Linked DNA regions of Sus scrofa: region 2 is linked to region 1. The links are chromatin contacts, called in public Hi-C maps. All regions are on one chromosome and are shown on one strand. The core of a region is the stretch at or near the end of the contact, and the rest is flanking DNA. Distances in the headings are between cores, read along the strand shown.

Region 1 (5,430 bases), core at 1,615-4,114:
GCGGCCTGCGGGAGTTCCCAGGCCAGGGATCAAAGCCGCACCACAGCAGCAATCAGAGCCATTGCAGTAACAACACTGGATCCTTAACCCGCTGAGCCACCAGGGAACTCCTGCAGCCCACCATTAGCCCAGGCTCATCTTCCTGGTGGGACAGCCCCACTGGAGGGTTGAAGCTGGCCCCCCCATGGCGCCTGCCCTATCTCTGCCCCTCCTGCCCCGCTGGGCCACCTTTTCTCAGGAGTGAATGGGGAGGGAGGCTCTGAAATCGGGGAGGGCCAGGGTTCCATCCTCTTCTGCACGGGGCTGTGATTTACCCCAAAAATAATACAGGGGTTTCTCAAAAAACTAAAAATAGGAGTTCCCATCGTGGTGCAGTGGTTAACGAATCCGACTAGGAACCATGAGCTTTTGTGTTCGATCCCTGCCCTTGCTCAGTGGGTTAAGGATCTGGCGTTGCCGTGAGCTGTGGTGTGGGTCACAGACACAGATCGGATCCCATGTTGCTGTGACTCTGGCGTAGGCCGGTGGTTACAGCTCCGATTCGACCCCTAGCCTGGGAACCTCCATATGCCGTGGGAGCGGCCCAAGAAAAGACAAAAAGACAAAAAACAAACAAACAAAACAAACCTAAAAATAGAACTACCAAATGACCAAACAACTCTATTCCTGGGTATGTATCTGAAAAACAAAACAAAAAACAAAAAACAACAAGCCCCACAAAACCTAATTCAAAAAGATACATCCACTCCAATGTTCACAGCAGTATTATTTACAACTGCCAATTGATGAAAGCAAGCTAAGTGTCCATCCACAGATGAATGGATGAAGAAGATGTGACACACACACACACACACACACACACACACACACACACACCCACAAAAGGAATACAACTCAGCCATTACAAAAGAGTGAAATGTTGCAGCAAGGATGAACTTGGAGGGCACTATGCTGAGTGAAATAAGTCAGAAAGAGAGAGACATACAGAATGATGCCGCATGTGGAATCTAAAAAATACAACTGGGAGTTCCCATTGTGGCAGAGTGAGTGTGGTGGTGCAGTGGGTTGGGGATCTGGGGTTGCCCCAGTTGTGGCATAGGCCGCAGCTGTGACTAATGACTTCATTCCCGGCCTGGGAGCTTCCACACACCGAGAGTGCAGCCCCCCCCCCCCAAAGGACAAGCTAATGGTTACCAGTGGCGAAAGGAAGGGAGAAGGGCAATACAGGGGTAGCGGATTAAGATGTATGTACACTATTAGGTATAAAATAAGCTAAAAGGGTGTATCGTACATCAGGGCCAATATTTGATAATAACTATAGAGTATAACTTTTAAAAACTGTGACTCACTATACCGTACGCCTATATCGTATAATATTATACATTAATTATACTTCACTCTTTTTAAAATGGCCATAAACAGCAACAGCAGAAAACGATCTGGGGGTCCTAGTGGACCAGGACTACAACAATGATTCACTCAGCAAACATCAAGTGCCTATTATTACCCAGTAACAAACCGAAAGAAGACACTATAGGCTTGAGATCAATCTGAATGAAAACGGGTGGCACATAGGAATATGAAGTTCACATATTCAAATGTTTATTAGCAAAAACATCCAGGCAGCTTCACAGCAGCCCCAAGGAACCCAGTCTTGGACAGCCGTTCAGGATTTTTGTGTATGTATCACAAACCTCTTTTTTTTTTTTTTTTTTTGTATTTTTAGGGCCACACTCGCGGCACATGGAGCTTCCCAGGCTATGGGTCTAATCAGAGCTACAGCTGCTGGCCTACACCACAGCCACAGCCATGCCAGATCCGAGCTGCTCTGTGACCTACACCACAGCTCACGGCAGCACCAGATCCTTAACCCACTGAGTGAGGCCAGAGCTCGAACCTGCAAGGTCATGATTCCAGTCGGGATTCGTTTCCGCTGCACCACGACGGGAACTCCACAAACCTCTTTTACAAAGATGGGAGTTCCCCTTGTGGTGCAGGGGAAAGGAATCTGACTAGGAACCATGAGGTTTCGGGTTCGAGCCCTGGCCTCGCTCAGTGGGTTAAGGATCCGGCGCTGCCGTGAGCTGTGGTGTAGGTCACAGACGCAGCTCGGATCTGGCATGGCCGTGGCTGTGGTGTAGGCCAGCAGCTGTAGCTCGATTAGACCCATAGCCTGGGAAGCTCCATGTGCCGCGAGTGTGGCCCTAAAAATACAAAAGACAAAACAAAAAAATACAAAACTCTCTCCCTAAAAATTAAAAAAACCCAAAAAACACAAGATAACAGACACAAGCAAATAAATCTGGACTATTTGGGGGATTTATTTATCAAAGGACCCTTAGGTTTCTTGGTGAGAGTACCTTAGTCTAAAGAAAGCTTCGCATTTAATCATGTTATTTCTGAATTGAGCTGTTTAACAAAGAAGTTCTGGGTTCCATGACCAGGGAAGGGTGAGGAAGAGGGTTTTTTCCATGATCAAAGGCCGAGTTCTGAACAGCTGGTCTCCATCAGGGAGACGGGGTGCCGTTTCTCCGCAGGGCTTTGAAACAGGATCTCTTCCCATTTACTGGATTCCGCTCCTCCTTGTGTCCCCGTTAGCCAACCCAGGCCACCACAAACTCCCCATAAATGTCACCAGGGACCTTCCCGTTCCCTTCTAAAGATGGAAACACTGAATATAAACGACCGGATTTTGCAAATGCGTGCAGGCAGGGATTGAGGCATGAATTTTAAAAGCGCGCACGGCTCATCTAATCAATGAGGAATTCCAAGTCGAATTACACTTCGCACTTGTACAGAGCAGGAAGCCTCTCCCCAGTCGGACCAGGAACCCGAGGCCAGAAACCTGAGACTTTGCCCTCTGGCCTGAAACCCAGGCTTTGGAGATGCAGCACAAAGAAAGGCGGGATTTGCCGGTGAAGGGGCCGCCTCTTCCCCCCCGCGGGGACCCGAAACGAAACTGCAGTTGCAATTGCAACGAAACTGCAGTTGCTCGGCTTCTGCGCGTGGAGACGCCGGGAGGAGGGGCGGCCCAGGAGGGGGTTCCCACGACCCCGCTCGCTCGGCTGGACCTGGGAGGGGACGCAGCAGGAGAGCGCCCGCCCCCGTCCAAATCTATTCATTCAGGGCCCCGAGGCGCCCCAAAGTCGGGGGGGTCCCCCACATTGACTGCTGCCCTTTCCTCTCGCCAAACCCGTTAAAGCAAACCTCTATTGTCCAGGAAGGAATCTCAAGAAGGTCTTGGCTTCTGCCAACACGGTTTCCATGGCCTCGGTCGACAGAGTCAAACCTGGACTGCAGCCAGCTCTCAGCCCGCGGCCCCCTCACCCTGGGGAAGGGGCCCCCCTCTGCTGCTTCATTTCCAGCCCGCCTCCTCACCTCTTCCTCCTGCTCGGCTGCTCACCCCGCCCGGCGGCCTAAAGAGACATCAACCTTCAGTCGGAGCAGGTTCCAACCTGCACGCCGCCGCCGCCACCACCACCACCGCCGACCTATTCACTTCCTAAAGAGCGGCTTCCAGGAGTTTCCTTGTGGTGCAGTGGGTGAAGGATCCAGCGCTGTCCCTGCAGCGGCTCAGGTCGCTGCTGTGGTTCGAGTTCAATCCCCCGCCCAGGAACTTCCACCAGCCACGGGGCTCGGACCCCACCCCCCCAAAAAAAGCAGCTTGCAGAACTTATGCTGCAGCAAGGGCCAGGGATGAGGCCTCCGACTTCCTGTGTCAAGGGATTTATCTTTTATTTCTGTTCTACCGCCCACTCGCCTGAAGGATCAGGGAAGGAGGCCCCAACAGCCCCCTCCCCTTTGGAGCCTTCCAGCACGATGGCCCCAGACCCCAAGGCAAACCCAAGATCCAGCCCCGGCCGGCCCGCCCACCGCGTCCGAGGCGGCCAAAGAGATTCCGTTAGTTCTTGGCAAAAGTTTGCAAAGTTAGAAAAAGAAAAAAGATTCTCCTCCTTGGATGGGTGGAAACTGGCCATTTGTCACAGGGTGGAATTTCCTCTTATCAGGGATGTCCCCTCAGGGGAGGGCCAGGATCTCCCTCCCCCAGCCCCTCCCCAGCCCTCTCTCCTATCTGCAGGACTGTCAGCGGATACACACCAGAGCTCCCTGGTGAAACGGGGGCGGGACTGGGGGCGCTGGGGGCTCCTCCTCCCACAACTGATGAGATCATTTAAAATAACAAGAACTAGACAGGGGTCTCTGGGGTGCCAGGGGGCGTCCCTCGGCCAGGAGCGAAGTGGGAAAAGAGCTTTCCCCCCAAAGCTATCAGGCACTTCCTCTCTGATGTCAGGCTCGCGGGATGCTGCCTAAGGCCCCCCCCCCCCCCGCCCCGGGCCCCCTGCCCAGTCACAGAGGGGGTGCGGCTGAAGGCAGGGCCAGGGAGGGGCCACCCAGGGACCCAGGAATTCCTGGGCAGGACGGAAGCCTGACCAATGACCCTGGGAGAGGGAGGACACCTTGGGCCGCAGGCTAGAGGGTCCGGGGAGGCTGGGGGAGGAAGGGAGGGTCAGCAGCTGCGGACCATTGAGAATCATGTCGCCACCCACTGGCATCTCCAGCTCCCGGCTGATGGGAGCTGGCAGAGCTGGCGTCACCCTCCTCACTCCCCTCCGGGTTCTGCTCAGGAGGGCAGGCGGTCAGGGAGCAGCGGGCCCACAGCCTCGACCCAAGGCCTCTACCACGGCTCCCTCCTCCTCGTCCTCTCTGCAGACAGCCCGCCTGGTCTGGGCCCCTGCCGCCGGGCGGCTCAGAGCCCTGACTGACCGAGAGACCCCACGGCTCCCCGCCCCACGCAACCTCAGCCCTGCTTGCCCACAGAGAGCCCCTCGGCAGAGCGGAGGAGCCAGAGCAGCCCCGTGAAAGCTTGGGACACGGCCCGAGGCTTCCCGGGGCAGGACCTGGGACTTGAAATGCTCTCTGCAGTGAGCAAGGGGGTGGAGGGCCTGTCCGTGTGAGCATCTTGGAGACACACACACCGTCTCCCCCAGGATCCCCCAGGAAAAGCAGCGTGTGCGGATAGACGGGTGTCACCCCCGGGACACTGCTTGGCGGGGGGAGACGCTGGCTGCGGGGAGGGGGCGCACACACCCCTGAGCCCTGTGCTGGGTTGGACGCCAGAGGGACGCCGGCAGGGCCCCTCCTCCTGCACTCCTGCAGGCTTGCGCTATGGCCTGAAGCTCTGACCAGATGGAGCCGCCGTGCTCTGACGAGCATGGCACAAAGGGGTCACCCTGGCCCCGAGCCCAGGGATGGAGCCCGTGATGGCCCAGCTTTCCCGCTGCTGATTCTCCTCCTCTGTCTCAGCCACCTCGCTGAGTCTTCCCCAACCCACAGACTCAGGCCTGGTCCCTGGCTGGACATTCTCCCCAGGGACTTCGCCCATCCCTGGGCCATCAAATGCCAACCTCAGTCCAGTGCCAACCTGACCAT
Region 2 (5,430 bases), core at 1,744-4,243, 250 kb after region 1:
GGTTCCCAGGCTAGGGGTCCAGTTGCAGCTACAGCTGCCAGCCTACGCCAGAGCCACAGCAACGCCAGATCCGAGCTGTGTCTGCGACCTACGCCACAGCTCACGGCCACGCTGGATCCTTCACCCACTGAGCCAGGCCAGGGATCAAACCTGCAACCTCATGGTTCCTCGTCGGATTTGTTTCTGCTGCGCCACAACGGGAACGCCCTTCAAGCCATCTAGATCAAAGTTGGCACCTTCGTGAAGAGGGTCACGGGAGCTTTGCCCGTAGCTCATCATGACAACTCGCCGAGGTCAAAGACGACAACCGAGCAAAGTTTTCAAACAGGGACAGATGTTGAAAGTTTGATGCTCAGAGATGGACTCCTCAAGAGCAGCCCGCACAGTTAGACTGAGGCTCACGCAGCTGTAGCGGAAGTCAGTTCTTTAAAGCCCACATCTTGGGAGTTCCCGTCGTGGCTCAGAGGTAATGAACCCAGCTAGTATCCATGAGGACGCGGGTTCGATCCCTGGCCTCGCTCAGTGGGGTTAAAGATCCGGTGTCGCCGTGAGCAGTGGCGTAGGCCGGCAGTTGCAGCTCCAATTGGACCCCTAGCCTTGGATCTTGCATATGCAGTCCCCCCCCCCCAAAAAAAGAACCCGTGTCTCGGCTGTGTTAACAAGGAATTTGTTGTTGAAAGAAAACAGCAGTCTTCCTTTAACTCCGTACAATAATCGAAGTGGCCAGCTGACAGTGGCTGCCGTCCCCGAGCAGCCTTGTGTCACCATCAGCTGCACAGCTGACAAGCCCAAGAGCCTCCAAAGACGCACTCAGCTCCACTGTGATTACATGGGCCACAAAGACCTCGTTTCTGCTGTGACTGCAAAACGGATTGGAGAAAAAAATACCAGAATGGCTAATTGTTTTAAAGGCGTTCATCACGTGTGTCCACGTCCAACCCAAACGGCCTGTACGTCGTCGGGATTACAGACGCATGAACGCTTCCCGAACGTCTTACTGAAGTGGAGTCGACGTGCACGGCTGCGACAACCTCTGCTGTACAGCCAGGGGCCCCAGCCGCACACACGCACACCCCCAGTCTCTTTCAGAGTCCCTTCCCACGGAGATCACCACGGAACATGGTCAAGTTCCCCTCCGTGTGCATATGACGGTCCCAAAGCCCAGGTCCATCCCCCCCCCGCCCCCCACCTGTCCCCCTTGGTGACACGAATTCTTTCAGTCTGTGATAGGCGGATGTGTTTTTTGTCATCTTCTTGGTGGTGATTGAATGACGCACATGACATGCAGCAGCTGTTTGTCAGAGAGACAAGCCTGTGGTCCCCACAAGGTGGAAAAAGGTGAAAAGACAACCACACAACACAGGGAGCCCTAGGGTGGAGGCGTCTACAGGCGGCCAGGGGCCAGGATCCTTGCTTTGCTGAGCCAGGCAGACTTTGGAGCAGCCTCTGTATTCATCTGCAAGGAGGAGGGCCCCAGGCCTGCACATGGGAAAAAGGTCATTTGTTCTGGGAACTTTATATGTCATATCTAAACATTTTTCCAAGTCACTCATCTCGGGACACCAGCAGAGACCAAGAGCAAGAGCTCCTCCAGCCGCCAAAGGAAACACTCCCCAGCCCAGATCTGGGATCAGCTCAAAGGCAGATTTGTTAGCACAAGAATAGGAAGTACCTCTAATGTTAACTACTTTTATTGGGAGGGGGGATGGTCCCTAAAAGGGCCCCGAAAAGACTGCTGACACTCCTCAGAGTAAAAGCCAGTCACAGTTTTCAGGAGATCCTGCGAGACCCCGTCCCCACCCCCTGCAGCCCTCCTCTTCAACTCTCCTTGCTTGTGGTCCATTGTACTGGCTGCTCTGGCTGCCTTTGCACTGGCTGTTCCCTCTGCCTGGGATGCTCTTCCAGGGTATTGTATGACTTACTTCTGTACTTTGGGATTTTGCTAAAGGTCAAAGATTAAAATTGCAAACCTCACACTCCACTCCTTCCCAGCTCATTTTTCTTTCTGTCTCTTTCTTTTCTTTTCTTTCTTTCTTTCTGTCTCTTTCTTTCCTTCCTTCCTTTCTTTCTTTCTTTCTTTCTTTCTTTCTTTCTTTCTTTCTTTCTTTCTTTCTTTCTTTCTTTCTCCCTCCCCCAGAGCAATCCCATTGTCCTACTGCTGTAATGATTTCTGTGTCCCCTGCACTGAAACGTTAGTTCCCTGAGGGCAAGGAGTTACCTTGTTTTGCTTTCTGTCCTGGCCTAACTTGGCCAGCAGTGAGCGTTCAGCATTTGTTCAATCCATCAGGAAGCTGTCAACCAGGTGCACCCACCAGGTTACATAAACCAGAGAGCACGCAGCCCTCTAATTAAATGTACACTTCCAGAGTTGTGATCCCCTCCCCCCCAAGTCTACGGCACTTTTCTAACAGGCAGCAATCAGTAAGCTGAGCCACGCTGGCTTTGTACAAACTTTTTTTAGTCTTGATTTCTACCTTTCAGTTTCGAGTTTGAGTTACTCTGGCCAGAGATGCTTCTATTCCCTTCAAACGCTGTCTAGGACTTTCGGATACTGGTCATGTGTTGCACTGGATTCCTCACCAAAGAATGTCTTTCATGGAGTTCCCTTCGTGGCTCAGCGGAAACAAATCTGACTAGGAACCACGAGGTTGTGGGTTCGACCCCTGGCCTCGCTCAGTGGGTTAAGGATCCGGCGTTGCCGTGAGCTGTGGTGTAGGTCGCAGACGTGGCTCAGATCCTGTATTGCAGTGGCTGTGGTGTAGGCTGGCAGCTGTAGCTCCAATTGGACCCCTAGCTTGGGAACCTCCATATGCCGTGGGTGGGCCGTAAAAAAAAAAAAAAAAAAAAAAAGCAACAACAACAAAAAGAAGGACATCTTTCATGCAGAGTAGAACCACCTGTTGTCACCAAGGGTGACTCTGGACAGAAGGCTGCTTTAGAACTCTCTCTGATCCTCAGGTGCCAAGTGCCAAGTTCCCAGCCATGTCCTAGGATGGACTTTGGCTCAGCTGACCCATGACATGGTAAATACTTCCCGGGAACTAGGTGCAGCTGGGACACCCTGGCAGCTTCCAAGAAAGAAAGAGCCCAACCCTGCAGATAAACCTTATGCATAACTTTCTGGTGAAATAAGGTTTTGGCTAAATTACAGAAAAACAAAAACCAACCCAAAAAACTTCGTACCAAGTTACAAAAGGTAACTGGTGTAGGAGTCCGCCCTCTAGTGGACAAAGAAAGAAGTTCAAAATTTTGACTTCATAGAAAGACTCTTCAGCTCTTTTTTTTTTTTCTTTTTTCTGGCTGCCCCTGTAGCAGAGGGACCTTTCCCTGGTCAGGGGTGGAATCGGAGCTGCAGCTGCAGGCCTATGCCACAGCCATGGCAACACTGGACCCAGGCTATTCTGTGACCTATGCCACAGCTTACAGCAACCCTGAATCCTTAACCCGCTGAGCGAGGTCCGGGATCAAACCTACATCCTCCCAGAGAGGTCCATAACCCCCATAACACAGCAGGAACTCACCTCCCTTTTTTTTTGCTTTTGAGGGCTGCAAGTGCAGCATATGGAGGGTCCCAGGCTAGGGGGCTAATCAGAGCTACAGCTGCCAGCCTACACCACAGCCCCAGCAACGCAGGATCCTGAACCCACTAGGCAAGGCCAGGGATTGAATCCACATCCTCGTAGATACTAGTCAGGTTTGTTACTGCTGAGCCACTGTGGGAACTCTGGGCACTCCCTCTTTAATTCAATTTTATTAACGTTTCTGCTACAGGCCTTTTGTATCCCACAGTCATTTTCAACATTAAACTTAGAGACCACACATTAACTTACCTATTGCTACTATTAAAGAACCATTTTTATCAGCTGCACCCAAGGCATATAGAAGTTCCAGGGCGAGGAATTAAACCTGAGCCACAGCAGTCATCTGAGCCACAGCAGGACAACACCAGGTCCTTAACCCACTGAGCCACCAGGGAACTCCAAAGTGCCATCTTTTTGAAAGACTAGACTTCTGCCTGCTTCCACTGTCTCTTACATAACCCAGAGGAACACAAGTCATAAATGCTAAGGCCCAGCCACACACACACACACACACACACACACACACACACGCATCCTTTGGGGAAAACAAGCACGCCATCACTACACCTCGACCAGCTGGGGCCTATTCCATTGACGGGCTGGAGCTGAGCAGGAGACAGCTGGGGACCATTCCAGGAGCCAAGCTTGGGTATGGCATTGGCCACATGAGATGTTTTCACGAGTCTCCTCCCGTGGGTTCAAGGGTTCCCCATCACCTGCTCAGGCACTCGGTATGCTCATTGTGTAATGAAGGCTATTGTCCTGAGCTGCAGTCACAGACAAGGCTGGGGTTCAATGCTAAGAGCCCACCCCGGGGCAGCATTTCAGCAGAAAAAAACAGGTTAGGATGCAAAGACACGTTCCTTTAATGTTCAGTGCCCTAGAGAATGTTGCACTGGAGACCCCGTGTCATTTCACACTGGGAATAGCTTAGAATGATCTGGACAGTTACATGTCACTAGCTCTGGAGAACGGTGGTCCCTGGTAGTTTCTAGCAGGGGGTGGGGGGAGGTCACGCCCATCTTCCCCCTAAGCCTCTGCTTCCCCAAGGCTGCCATGTGTGTCCAACTATCCAGGGCTCCCTTTCAGGCCATTTCAGTCTGAGATCAAGGACCTGAGAGCTGGGGAGTGCAGCCCTCAAAAGAAAAAACAAATAAATAAGCAAGCATATCACGTATACAGCTCAGCCCTTCTGGGTCTTTGTCTTCCTTTGGCCAATTACCTTGTTTTGTCTTTCACACCTGAGCAGACCCAGGGCCCTCCCCTGATCTGCGTGCACACCTTTTGGCCCAGATGGATCCCAAAGCTGAGCATGGGCGGGAAGGTTGTCCAGACTTATTATGGCCTGGCACCCCTTCCCTTCCTGACCCAGAGGGTCTCTCTGCACATGTGTGGTCATGGCATATGGAAGTTCCCAGGCTAGGGGTCGAATTGGGGCTGCGGCTAAGCCACAGCCACAGTCACAGCAACGCCAGATGCGAGCCACATCTGTGACCTGTGCCACAGCTTGTGGCAACGCCGGATGCTTAACCCACTGTGTGAGCCCAGGGATAGAAACCTGCATCCTCAGGGAGACAACGTTGGGTCCCTAACCCGCTGAGCCACAGCGGGAACTCCCCCGATAGTTCTTATTTTCAGGTTTTTTTGATTCTAATCAACCACGTGGGTCTGAGTGGTATCTCACTGCATGTTTGTTTGTTTGTTTTTTAATGGCCACACCTGCAACAGAAGACCCTGGGCCAGGGATCAATTTTGACAACAATGGATCCTTTAACCCACACCTCCACAGAGACTCGAGCTGCTGCAGGTTCTTAACCCACTGCACCACAGCGGGAACTCCTCCTTGTGG

The links. A called contact is a pair of places that touch in the nucleus more often than the background predicts.
Region 2: a Hi-C map of liver shows a contact between it and region 1, with 4 times the contacts expected there. The contact joins two enhancer-like sites. A contact is called at or near these places in 4 of 47 Hi-C or Micro-C datasets (embryonic fibroblasts, liver, omental adipose tissue and 1 more) and 1 of 2 datasets of contacts at active chromatin or transcription factors (alveolar macrophages).

What each region holds. Positions count from the first base shown.
Region 1 is chr12:4,272,522-4,277,951 of Sscrofa11.1, forward strand. All of the region lies in intron 3 of SEPT9 (septin-9), which reads right to left. Among named protein-coding and RNA genes, the nearest start is that of SEPT9, 72 kb to the right of the region's middle. Within about 2 kb of position 2,865, at least 36 of the 83 cell types and tissues checked have an H3K27ac peak or open chromatin away from gene starts, as enhancers often do. A contact at or near this core is called in liver, where this site is marked.
Region 2 is chr12:4,519,063-4,524,492 of Sscrofa11.1, forward strand. No RefSeq gene overlaps it. Among named protein-coding and RNA genes, the nearest start is that of SEC14L1, 33 kb to the left of the region's middle. Within about 2 kb of position 2,994, at least 16 of the 83 cell types and tissues checked have an H3K27ac peak or open chromatin away from gene starts, as enhancers often do. A contact at or near this core is called in liver, where this site is marked.